Linked DNA regions of Sus scrofa: all the other regions are linked to region 1. The links are chromatin contacts, called in public Hi-C and HiChIP or PLAC-seq maps. All regions are on one chromosome and are shown on one strand. The core of a region is the stretch at or near the end of the contact, and the rest is flanking DNA. Distances in the headings are between cores, read along the strand shown.

What was found. A called contact is a pair of places that touch in the nucleus more often than the background predicts. HiChIP or PLAC-seq counts read pairs in DNA pulled down with a chosen protein or histone mark.
Region 2: an H3K27ac HiChIP or PLAC-seq map of alveolar macrophages shows a contact between it and region 1. The contact joins the promoter of ABHD4 here to the promoter of OXA1L in region 1. A contact is called at or near these places in 1 of 5 promoter capture datasets (fetal liver), 14 of 47 Hi-C or Micro-C datasets (alveolar macrophages, embryonic fibroblasts, epiblast stem cells and 7 more) and 2 of 2 datasets of contacts at active chromatin or transcription factors (alveolar macrophages and skeletal muscle).
Region 3: an H3K27ac HiChIP or PLAC-seq map of alveolar macrophages shows a contact between it and region 1. The contact joins the enhancer-like site here to the promoter of OXA1L in region 1. A contact is called at or near these places in 2 of 5 promoter capture datasets (fetal liver and liver), 5 of 47 Hi-C or Micro-C datasets (embryonic fibroblasts, epiblast stem cells, fetal liver and 1 more) and 2 of 2 datasets of contacts at active chromatin or transcription factors (alveolar macrophages and skeletal muscle).
Region 4: a Hi-C map of liver shows a contact between it and region 1, with 4 times the contacts expected there. The contact joins the promoter of RBM23 here to the promoter of OXA1L in region 1. A contact is called at or near these places in 1 of 47 Hi-C or Micro-C datasets (liver) and 1 of 2 datasets of contacts at active chromatin or transcription factors (alveolar macrophages).

Annotation. Positions count from the first base shown.
Region 1 is chr7:76,265,374-76,268,073 of Sscrofa11.1, reverse strand. OXA1L (mitochondrial inner membrane protein OXA1L) reads left to right here and starts at 1,374. Exons shown (of 11, transcript XM_013978229.2): 1 at 1,374-1,575; 2 at 1,578-1,738; 3 at 2,180-2,341. The coding sequence starts at 1,374.
Region 2 is chr7:76,430,505-76,433,204 of Sscrofa11.1, reverse strand. ABHD4 (protein ABHD4) reads left to right here and starts at 1,369. Exons shown (of 7, transcript XM_021099270.1): 1 at 1,369-1,478. It overlaps DAD1 (defender against cell death 1), which reads right to left and starts at 1,165. Exons shown (of 3, transcript NM_213944.1): 1 at 897-1,165. The coding sequence starts at 1,107.
Region 3 is chr7:76,456,559-76,459,258 of Sscrofa11.1, reverse strand. DAD1 (defender against cell death 1) reads right to left here. Exons shown (of 3, transcript NM_213944.1): 3 at 1,856-2,091. Among named protein-coding and RNA genes, the nearest start is that of DAD1, 26 kb to the right of the region's middle. Within about 2 kb of position 1,263, at least 19 of the 83 cell types and tissues checked have an H3K27ac peak or open chromatin away from gene starts, as enhancers often do. A contact at or near this core is called in alveolar macrophages and epiblast stem cells, where this site is marked.
Region 4 is chr7:76,119,370-76,122,069 of Sscrofa11.1, reverse strand. RBM23 (probable RNA-binding protein 23) reads right to left here and starts at 1,345. Exons shown (of 14, transcript XM_021099252.1): 1 at 1,022-1,345. The coding sequence starts at 1,217. PRMT5 (protein arginine methyltransferase 5) reads right to left here. Exons shown (of 17, transcript NM_001160093.1): 17 at 2,453-2,700.

The DNA of each region.
Region 1 (2,700 bases), core at 125-2,624:
GAAACACGATCCTTAACCCACTGAGCAAGGCCAGGGATCAAACCCACATCTGCATGGATGCTAGTCGGGTTCATTACCACAGAGCCACATTGGGAACTCCCTGATTTTTCAAAGTAACTTTAAGAATACCGTTTACGGAGTTCCCGTCGTGGCACAGTGGTTAACGAATCCGACTAGGAACCATGAGGTTGCGGGTTCGGTCCCTGGCCTTGCTCAGTGGGTTAACGATCCTGCGTTGCCGTGAGCTGTGGTGTAGGTCGCAGACGTGGCTAGGATCCTGCGTTGCTGTGGCTCTGGCATAGGCTGGCGGCTACAGCTCCGTGATTAGACCCCTAGCCTGGGAACCTCCATATGCTGCGGGAGCGGCCCAATGAAATAGCAAAAAGACAAAAAAAAAAAAATCGTTTATGATAGTATCCAACATACTTGACTGATAGGTAATACCCCCAAATTACTACTAAATCTGTATCATATTCCTTTGCCTTTTTTTTTTTTAAACCATTCCTGTCAGGTACATTTATAATCAGCCTAAACTAGCAATGATTGAAAGCATTTTGGGCTATCACATCTTTCCTAAAGCTACACTTTGTTATTCCAAAAGCACTCTGCTGTTTGAGAGGCTTTATAGGGTTTCTCACATAGTCAACTCCTATCTTTCTAAGCAGTACTTTTTTCCCCCCTTTAGAAGAAAGGAACTTTACCTCATATATCTCCAGAAATGATTTCAGTTTCAAGAACCCAAGCAACAGAGACTTAAGAGTCTAGACAACAAAGACCTTTATTTATGGTACACAACAAAATCTAGAATTAGGTGGTTCCAAGCTTGCTGCAGCAGCCCAGTGACATCATCAGCGTTCTTCTATCTTTCCATACAACCACCTTCAGCAGGTTACCTTTCAGCATCTTTAAAGACTTGCCCCTCTGGAGTTCCCTTTGTGGTTTAGTAGGTTAAGAACCTGACATAGAGTCCATAAGGATGCAAGTTTGATCAATGACCTCACTCAACGGGTTGAGGATCCTGTGTTGCCACAGGTCTGCAGCTGCAGGTCTGATTCATCCCCTAGCCCACAGGTGCAGCCGTTAAGTACAAGAAAAAAAAAGATGTAAAGATTTATGCCCTCAGTGTCACAAGATTCTCCTCAACCAGACCCTACTGGGGGAAAGGAAAAGGGAAGTATGGCATCTCCTTTTAAGCTTTGTCTGGGAGATATATATTTCCCTCAATTTCTGTCAAACTCCAGACCACTCTCAAATTTCACTTTATCTGCGATTGCAATATTATCTAGCAACAAGAATTGAACATCACTGGGCAAGAAAAACCCACTCCAAGTACAGCCAAGACCTGACGTGGCGAGGACGCTTTTTAACTTAACAAATCACAGAAGAATCGCAAATTTAGAGGACGAAGGAAAAGCCCCCAGGATCACGCAGCCATTAACGAAAGCCTGTTAGAAGGCTCTGAACTTCAATCTCGGGAGAACACCCTCTGCGAGATCTTGTTAAAGCAGCTCTGTGTCCTCTTACCCTCTTCAAATATGGCCGCCAAGCTCCAGTTTCCTTTACCTCCTGAGCCTGCTGGCAGCTGTGGCTTAACGCCCACTTCCAAAAGGGCCTCCTCTCGCGAGACTGCGGTTCTGAGTGCGCAGGCGCAAACGCAAGCCCTTTCTCCGGCGAGATGGCGATGGGGTTGATGTGCGGACGCCGGGAGCTTCTGCGCTTGCTACAGCCTCAGCGTCAAGTAAGGACACCCCGAGACTGAGCTCTGATGCCACCCTATCCCTGTGACGAGCCAGGGGTGACTCGTGCTGTGTGCATGAATGAGTAGGCCCACACCTCACTGGGACTTGCGTCTCCTGACCTCAGGTCACAGGAGGACGCGGTAGGGTTACGTCCCCAACCCTACGGGCTCAACAGCCGGGTCTCCTGGTCTGTTCCCAGAAACAGGCGTCATCCCTTCCAAGGAAACCTCAGCCTGAAACTCTGGGCCACTGGGTGGCTCTGAGGTAGCTGAAATGCAGGACTCGCTGATTATATGCCTTCACACTCGCAGTCTGAGCGCAAGGAGTAGCAATGTCCTCACCTGTGGTAGCGGACTGCCTTTTTCTTGGAAGGGTGGGGGCGGAGCGTAACTATTGACTTATCTCGGTAAAAGGACTACATCCTTCTTTTACCCACTCAGTTCCACAGCGTCGCAGGGCTCCGCCAATGGCCACGGAAGCCGCTGACACCCGGGCTCCGGTTCCCAGCCGGCCGGCGCTGCGGACACCCACATTATGTCCTCCTCGCGGCCCCAGGCCCCCGGGGCCTCAGTACCTCTGCCATATTTTATGCAGAAGCCCAGGTAAGTGACGTTTCGACCCAGCAGCGTTAGGAGTGGTGCTGGTTTCTTGATTTGTTTTTAATCCTGTTTTGACTGGGGGAATCGTGGAGCACTCCATCTAGCTTGGGATAGGTTTTCAAATCAGTAGGGAAATGATTGAGAGTACTGAAGGAGAGACTTCATTATGTACCAGGTGTTTCCACAATGATGGCAAGCCATTGATAGTGGTATGAAATGTGATTCTGTGTATGTATTAAAAATTATAACTTGAGTTCCCGTCGTGGCGCAGTGGTTAACGAATCCAACTAGGAACCATGAGGCTGCCGGTTCGATCCCTGGCCTTGATCAGTGGGTTAAGGATCCGGCGTTGCCGTGGACTG
Region 2 (2,700 bases), core at 120-2,619, 170 kb before region 1:
CTTGCTCAGTGGATTAAGGACCCAGTGTTGCCACAAGCTGTGGTGTAGGTCACAGACACAGCTTGGATCTAGCGTTGCTGTGGTGTAGGCCAGCAGCTGTAACTCCAATTCGACTCTCAGCCTAGGAAATTCCATATGCTGTGGGTGTGGCCCTAAAAAGCAAAAAAAAAAAAAAAAAAAAAAAAGGAAAGAAAGACAAATACCATATATCGCTTATATCTGGAATAATGGCACAAATGAATCTATCTACAGAAAAGAAACAAACCCATGGACATGGAGAACAGGGAGAAGGGGAGGGAGTGGGATGGGCTGGGAGTATGGGGTTAGTAGATGCAAACTATAGCACCTAACCCTAGAGTGGATAAGCAATGAGATTCTGCTGTATAGCATAGGGAACTATATCTAATCATCAGTGATGGAACACGATGGAGGATAACGTAAAAAAGAATATATATATATATATATACATATACACATACATATGTATAACTGGATCACTTTACTGTACAGCAGAAATTAATAAAACATTGTAAGTCAACTATAGTAAGTTTAAAAATAAAAAAAAAAAGTCTACCAACTTCAAAGTTGTGTTAAAGCTAGGTGGAAATTGGGAAGAAGTTTTCCCTGGACTATATATACAAAGTGAAGAGGATCACCAGGTTGCACAGCAGCATGAAAGTGGTTTCTATATTTAATTCCAGCTCCTTGGTGATTCTCCAGTAACAGGCACGCCACCTGTCTGACCCTCCATTTCCCCATTCACAAAGAGAGAGCAATGCAGGCTCCTCTCATAACTTGACAAGGCAGTGTTCTGATACAAAGAGACGAGCACTGTGGGAATAAAAGCAGCGCACCAAAGAAACACATTATTATGGAGATTATTACTGAATCATTACCCGCTAGAATGAAGCTCCCCACGCAAGAGATAAAGCCGGAGAGGAAAGAGTTGAAGGGGAAGGTCCCCACGAGGAGACAGTAACCGAATTGCAGCGCCCCGGTCAGCAGTATATACAAGAGATATGCATCCAACAATTTCAGACGCTGAGGAGTGGAGCTCAAGTACTCTTCTAAGAACCGGGAGATTACCGACAACACCGACGCCGACATGACTATAAACTTGGTACTTCGGCCGGCGTACCCCAAGCTCCTAGAGTACCAGACGACCACACCGGATGTAGTCTTAGCGCATGCGCAGCGGTACAGCCCAGCTCCGTCCTCCCCGATTTGCGCAGGCGTATAGACCGACCAAGGCGCGAAACAACCAATGCGCAGACGCAGAATACATCCTCAAAATGAGAACTACAGCCAGAGAAAGCTAGTGCGCCTGCGCAACGGATCTTTCCCTGTGCTGGAGACGTGTACTCTTTTTGTTCCATTTCCGCCGTCAGGTTGGTGACGCCCACAGTTGCTCTAGCAACAAGATAGTGCGGGAGGAAGACCGGGAGAGGCTTTACAGCCAATAGCGAAGCTACTCCGAGGTTTGGAGTCTCTTTGGTTCACTCACGTTCTCAAACATATACTATTTAGATCTGCTATAGGGCAATGTCTGGCGCTCTCCGGGTTCAGTACTTGTTCGGTCCTAATTCTGTTAAGGGCGCTAACTGCGATCCGTCCCAGATCATTGGAGCAAGTCAGGTTGCCCCAAAGTTGGAACCACCCGATCAGTGTCTGAGCGGGCACCAGTTTAGACGTGGTTATTGGGGGTGGGAGGTGTGGGGCGGAGTGGGGGAGCTCGACTTTACCCGGTCCTGAACTGGCTTTAGGATCTAGACTTGGGGACGCTTATTAATAAGAGCGATAGAATCAAACCTCAGGTATTCATTCAGCAGACATTTATTGGGCTCCTCCACATTTTTTGAATTGTAGTTAGTCAATTGTAGGTATTCTTCGGTGAATCTGATAGTCTTAAAAGAGCTGGGGGTGGGCGTGGGGTGAGAAAGTCGATTAAATTGCATAGAGTATACGATCAAGTTTAGCAGCGTGCTACTCCCAACCTAGCATCTTGAACCTGTTGTTGAACTATCCCAGAATGTCAGTGCTGAAAGGCCTGAAAGAGCATTGCCTGGTGCCTGGTTCAAACTCTACCCCTTCCGATTTATTTTGCAGAAGAAAATGAAGGTTTAAGGTTTTGTATTTTAACAAGTGGAATTAGTTACTTGTATTTAGTGTTTTAACCTTTTTGAAAAATAAGGTCCACCTTAGTTTCTGGCTTTTGCCGCGTTTTTTGTTTTGTTTTGTTTTTTTCCCATGCCAGAGGCTTGTGGAAATTACCCTGGCCAGGGATCAAACCAGGTCACAGCAGCAACCCAAGCCACTGCAGTGACAATGCCAGATCCTTAACCCACTGTGCCACAAGAGAACTCCTGCTGCCCTTTTATTTTAGGTGAATCTGATCTAACAGACCTAGCTCATCGCACTTTCAGCTGCAAGTAGCATATAACCAGGTACTTTTTCAACTTATTAGTAACTTTAAACTATCCTAGCCACTCAAGCAAAATTCCTAAAACAGCAAGTAAACCTTCCTTAGTTTTCATTTGTTGTTTGTGTTCACACTGGAACCAGGAGTTCCCGTGGTGGCTCAGTGGTTAACGAATCTGACTAGCATCCATGAGGATGTAGGTTCGATCCCTGGCCTTATTCAGTGGGTTAACGATCCGGCGTTGCCATGAGCTGTGGTGTAGGTTGCAGATGTGGCTCGGA
Region 3 (2,700 bases), core at 14-2,513, 190 kb before region 1:
GCTGGCAGCTACAGCTCCAATTTGACCCCTAGCCTGGGAACTTCCATATGCTGCAGGTGTGGCCCTAAAAAAAAAAAAAAAAGACAAAAGACAATAAATAAGTAAATAAATAATAAAAAATAAAGTTCAGATGCTTTTCTTATTTAAAATACCTATTTACCAATCCAGACTAAAATAATTCAGAAGCCTCCTTATCAGGAAGTACATCTGTACATAAAAATTTTAAGGCATATTAAATTAAGTCATAATTTTAGTGAACTAGTATCCCTTGGAATGGCAAGCCATGGTCCAAGGACAGTGATTTTTATAAACAAAATTTTATTGGACCACACTGCCAGGCCATTCATTTAAGAAAAAGCTTGCCGGAGTTCCCATCATGGCACAGGGGAAACAAATCTGACTAGGAACCATGAGGTCACGGGTTCAGTCCCTGGACTCACTCAGTGGGTTAAGGATCCGGCATTGCCATGAGTTGTGGTATAGGTCGCAGACGTGGCTCGGATCTGGCCTTGCTGTAACTGTGGTGTAGGCCAGCAGCTGCAGCTCGGATTAGACCCCTAGCCTGGGAACCTCCATATGCCGCAGGTGCGGCCCTCAAAAGCAAAAAAAAAGAAAAAAGAAAAAAGAAAAAAAAGAAAAAGCTTGCCAACTCCTGATCTAGAGTGAGTCTCAAACTTCAGCGTGTATCAGAGTTACACAGAGAGCTAATGAACACAGAAAGCCAAGCTCATTTTTACTAAGTTCCCAGGTAGTTGTGACATACACCAAAATCTGAGAACCATCATTCTGGATGGGTGCTTCTAAAACTATAATATGCACAGGAATCACATGTAGACGGTGTTGAAGATTCTGCTTCAGTAGGGCCTAGGGTGGGGCTCGAGAGACTCCTTTTCAAATAAGCTCCCAGTGTGGTCAATACTGCTGGTCAATGGGCTGTAATTTAAGGAGCAAGAATCCAGAGCAGTGCTTCTCTGATTTGGCTGCACATGAGAATCTCCTTTATAAGGTACAGACGCTACCCCCAACTGATCTGTGGTGTGCCCTGGGCACTGAGGTTTCATTTTTAAAACCCCCAAGCAATTCTAAAGTGCAGCCAAGTTGGGAAAGCTCTAGAGCACAACTCACCATCTCAGCAGTCAGCTCAGTTCAAAGAGTGGACTTCTCAACACAGCATATTTTTGATATATAGCACCCAAGATAGAAGGAGGGGTGCTACCATGACACATATCAACCAGGCCTAGACTTCAGCCAGCAGACCTATTGTTCCACCCAAGCACATCATGGACTCTGATCTTAAACAAGTTACAAAGAGGAGCTTCCTCTTCTTCACCTATCTAATGAGAAGCGGAGCCCCCAAGGTAACAGTAAGAGCAAAATGAGAGAACACTTGTGAAGTTGGTTTGGACAGCAGTGTATCCTGTAAGAAGGCATGCACACAAGCCCCACTTTCTGCACTCTTCCTATGCAGTCTAAGAGATACATATTTCACTTTCACCACTAAATCATGTTGAAACAGATATAAATGGGGAAGCACACACTGAGTTAAATTTCTAACAAAGTGCTTAATGATGCAGTTCCAGGAATGCATTGTGTCACAAGAGCGGAACCACCTGCAACGATTGAAGGATTAGTAAAGGATTACCAGCTCCAGGGAAAAGACAAAGGGCTGTCGTTTCCCAGGGATGTCAGCACTGCCTTTGTCATTAACCGCAAATACACTTATTGAAAACGTGGAGGTAGATTCAAAGTTGCAAGTTATCAACTCCTAAAGAGCTCTGCCCAGAGGATTGAAGGAAAAAAAGGGTTTTAACCCCAAAAAAGAATAAAAACAAAAAACAGAGCCAGAGGCAGGGGTAGGAGTGGCATGGAATTCTTTAATCTGGAAGGCAAAAAGGTTACATTTAATGGCAGGCAAAGACTGTATTAATAAATGACCAGTACGAAGTTACAAAGTTATTCTGAGTCAGAAGCCGCGGGACTTTTCTGGGCTCTGTACAATCAGAGTGGTAGTAAGCATAAATCTGAAGAAAATCCATGTGTCCAGCAAACTGCCATCTTAAGAGCTCTTGTCCAGGGGAAATCAGAGTGAACCTGAAAGAAAGAAGCAGAAAGGTAAGAAGAGCTGTTCGAGGTTTCTAAAAATATCATGTGATACTACAGACAGGGCCTCAAATCCTTCCATTTAATTCTAGCCCCCCAAAGACAAAGGTAATTATGGGGTTCCCAAATTCTGGACCATACTTAAGCCAGGCTAGAACAACCTGAATAAAACAAACATTTTTCACTGAACATTTTACAGAGCTATACATAAAAATTCAGAGTTCAAATCTGAATTCCAAGCACACCAAGGCATAACTGACTCGGCACTACAGATGCAGGTTCTCACACCAGCTCTACAATTAATTAGCTGTACAACTTCACTTAAGCCACTCTGACCTCTCTGATCCAAAACCTTTTTTGAGGTTAGAGGGCTGCAACTTAGCCTAAAGAGTTTTTCTGGATTTAGAAAGCTTATAAAGCACTAACTTCCAGAAATTTTTTCGTTTTTGTTTTTTGGGGGTGTTTTTTTTGGGGGGGGATGGAAGGAAGAATTCAAAAGAAAGAAAAATTCCTAACCTCAGACTTAACAAAAGACCAAAACAAAAAAAGTAATTTTGTTTTCACTTAAAGGTAAGATTATTTTAGGCAACAAAGAGGTAG
Region 4 (2,700 bases), core at 96-2,595, 150 kb after region 1:
TAACACCAGCACACTTTGCAACTTGAAATCTCACTGGGTCTAATCTATCTTTCTAAATGTTCTAAAAATATTATGAGTTTTCTGGTTGGAAGTTTTCAAATTAAGTCCTAATTACTGGTCAAAGTCCATTCAATCCCATCCATTAAAACTTTGCTTTCCTCCAACCCTGCTCTGAAAAATTGCATTAGGGTTCCACAACCATGGCGCTGCATGGACCCTGTCATGCCACACAGTCAAGACCCACGTCAGCGCTTGGGTCCCACTGCTGCGGGGGCAAAGGAGAATGAAGAACCGCGGTTGGCCTGGATTGGGCATAATTCACCAAACGCTGAAGTTCCAGGGGTGATGGTAGCGCCATCTCCTGGGTCCGGTCACTGAGCTGGGCACAAGACAGCTTAATTAAGTACAGCAACAATGAAAAAGATAAAAACATTCCCCACGCTGTGTAACAAGCCAAGGCCACATTTCAAAACACGGACCTACAAGTAACCGACGGGCAGCATCTCTGCGAGGGCCGGTATCCTGATGCTGAAACCTCGTTTGTGGCCTCACTATATTCCTCTACCGCCGCCACGGAATGTGTGAGCAGTGACCAAACACGGAACGTGAAACTTCAGACACTGAGGAATAAATCTCAATTCCCTCATCTCTCTGAGTAGTGCCACTAGGGCCTGAAAACCGATCCCAAGTGTCCTCTGAGACTGTCCCTCCACAGTACGTGGGACTCTAAACATCAGCAATGTGGGAACCTGGAAAGGGATCAGTCACGGGGATCCTTGAAACAGTCTTTCATCGGTAGACACAGCCACGAGGCTGCCGATCCCTAATACAGTGCCAGTGGACAACAATTAAGTAGCGAACACTTCCAGATCAAAGAAAGCCAAAAAAAATTTATTTTAAAAGTTTGCCCCATTCTGCTCTTAACGCCATTTTCTGCCTCTGACGTAAGGGGGAGGGGCCGTGCGACAACGTCACGCATAGGTGACGTCGCGACGGGGGGACCGGTTTCGGGGTTTCTTACCAGTTCCGGGTCCCCGCAGGGGGACCCCGGTTCCTTCGGTTCCTCTGGGTGTGTCGGAGGGTGCTAAGTATGTCTCTCTTCCAGACACTCCGCAATAAAAGCACCACAGCAACCGGAGCTGCTCCACTTCCCGCAAAATGGCGGCAGCTCCACAGTCTTCCAGAACCTTCCCCGATCTGCGCAGGCGCGGAAACATTCAGGCGGCAGAACGAACCTCTCCGGTTTAGCGGCAACAGTCCAAAGTACAGATTTTCATTGGCTAAAATCCTAAGCAAGGGTGGAGCCAAGCTCAAAGGTCTCTTAGCAACCATCAAGTTCCCATTGATTGGCTAACCTTTCCAAGACTGGGGAAAAGCAGAAGCTTTAGACATCCGCCCATCGCTCTCATTGGTTAAATGGCTTGCGACAGGGCGGGGAAACCCGGCGCAGACGCGGCAAGGACTCGCCTGCCCAGCTCCCCCGCACTCCTGAAGCTAGGTCAACGCTGTGGGCGGAGCCAACGGGGAGGTACAGTGACGTCCTTGCCGGTCCCTATTCTATTTTGGCAAGACGGGGTCTCATTAAGCTTATCCAGGACGGCTTTATAGAGAGCAACTGCATTTGCTTCACGTGGGGAGGAATGCTGGGCTCCACATCCTCATTCTGTCTACATTCTCTCCTAGCCGCCGCCTTCTGTCCTCAGCGCTTGGACCTGATTAGTCGGTCAGATTAGTCTTCCACATTCTGCCTGGTCCTACAGCTCACATACCTTCAGTTCAAATCAGTGCCCCACACACCTCGAAACCACAAGAAAAGAGTTTCGCAAGTGACTCTTTGGGTGCAACAATACTCATCCCTCTAACCATAAAGAGAAGGAATTGTCCACACTCATGACCCAAGGGCTTCCAGAACCCTAAGACTTCAGCTGCCAGAAACGTAGCTGGTTAAAACATGGAGAGGGCCACGAAGTGAGAGGAATCATGTTGAGTCCTAATTTGGTATATTAACTTTATATCATTGTACCAATTTCAAATCCTTCCTCTGTAAATGTAGAACTGGATTATGTCTGAGGATTTCCAACTTTAACCCTGTGATTTTATTCAAACAAAATATGCGGCTTCTGGCTGCAGGAGTCTGGGTAACTTCCAGTATTTCTCCCAAGAAGTAACAAAGGAGCTGGCAGTGCAGCAGCTCAGGAAGGTGAAAGGGTGGCTGGCTTCACTCACTACCCCATCTTTCTTCATGGCAGCACCCTGCCCTGTCCCCAGACAAGAGCCTTATCACAGGTCCTAATGGATAAGACCGCACTGTAGCTGGACCTGGGAGTCCAAGAGTCACCACTAAGCTTCTTAAATAGGAAATAAAGCAAGGTCCCTTCGTGTCTTGGAAAAGAGCACAGGTCTGAATTTGTGTAAGTAAGGGGTGGAGAAACAGGCAGGGGGCAACAGGGTTGGAGCAGGAAAGGCCATAACTTCACTTTATTTGTATTTCCTCCTTACACAAAACCACCAAAACAGGAACAGAGATGGGCAGGGAAAAAGGCTGAAAATTTGTTCAATCCACATGTTCTCAGGGCTATTCCAGGGAGCACTTGAGGCTGAGTGCCTGTTGGAGCAGCCTCAGATCCAGCACAAACTCCTCATGCCTTAGCCAGAGGTCTTCACAGGTTGGCAGCGCAAGCCCTGCAATTCTCACCCTTT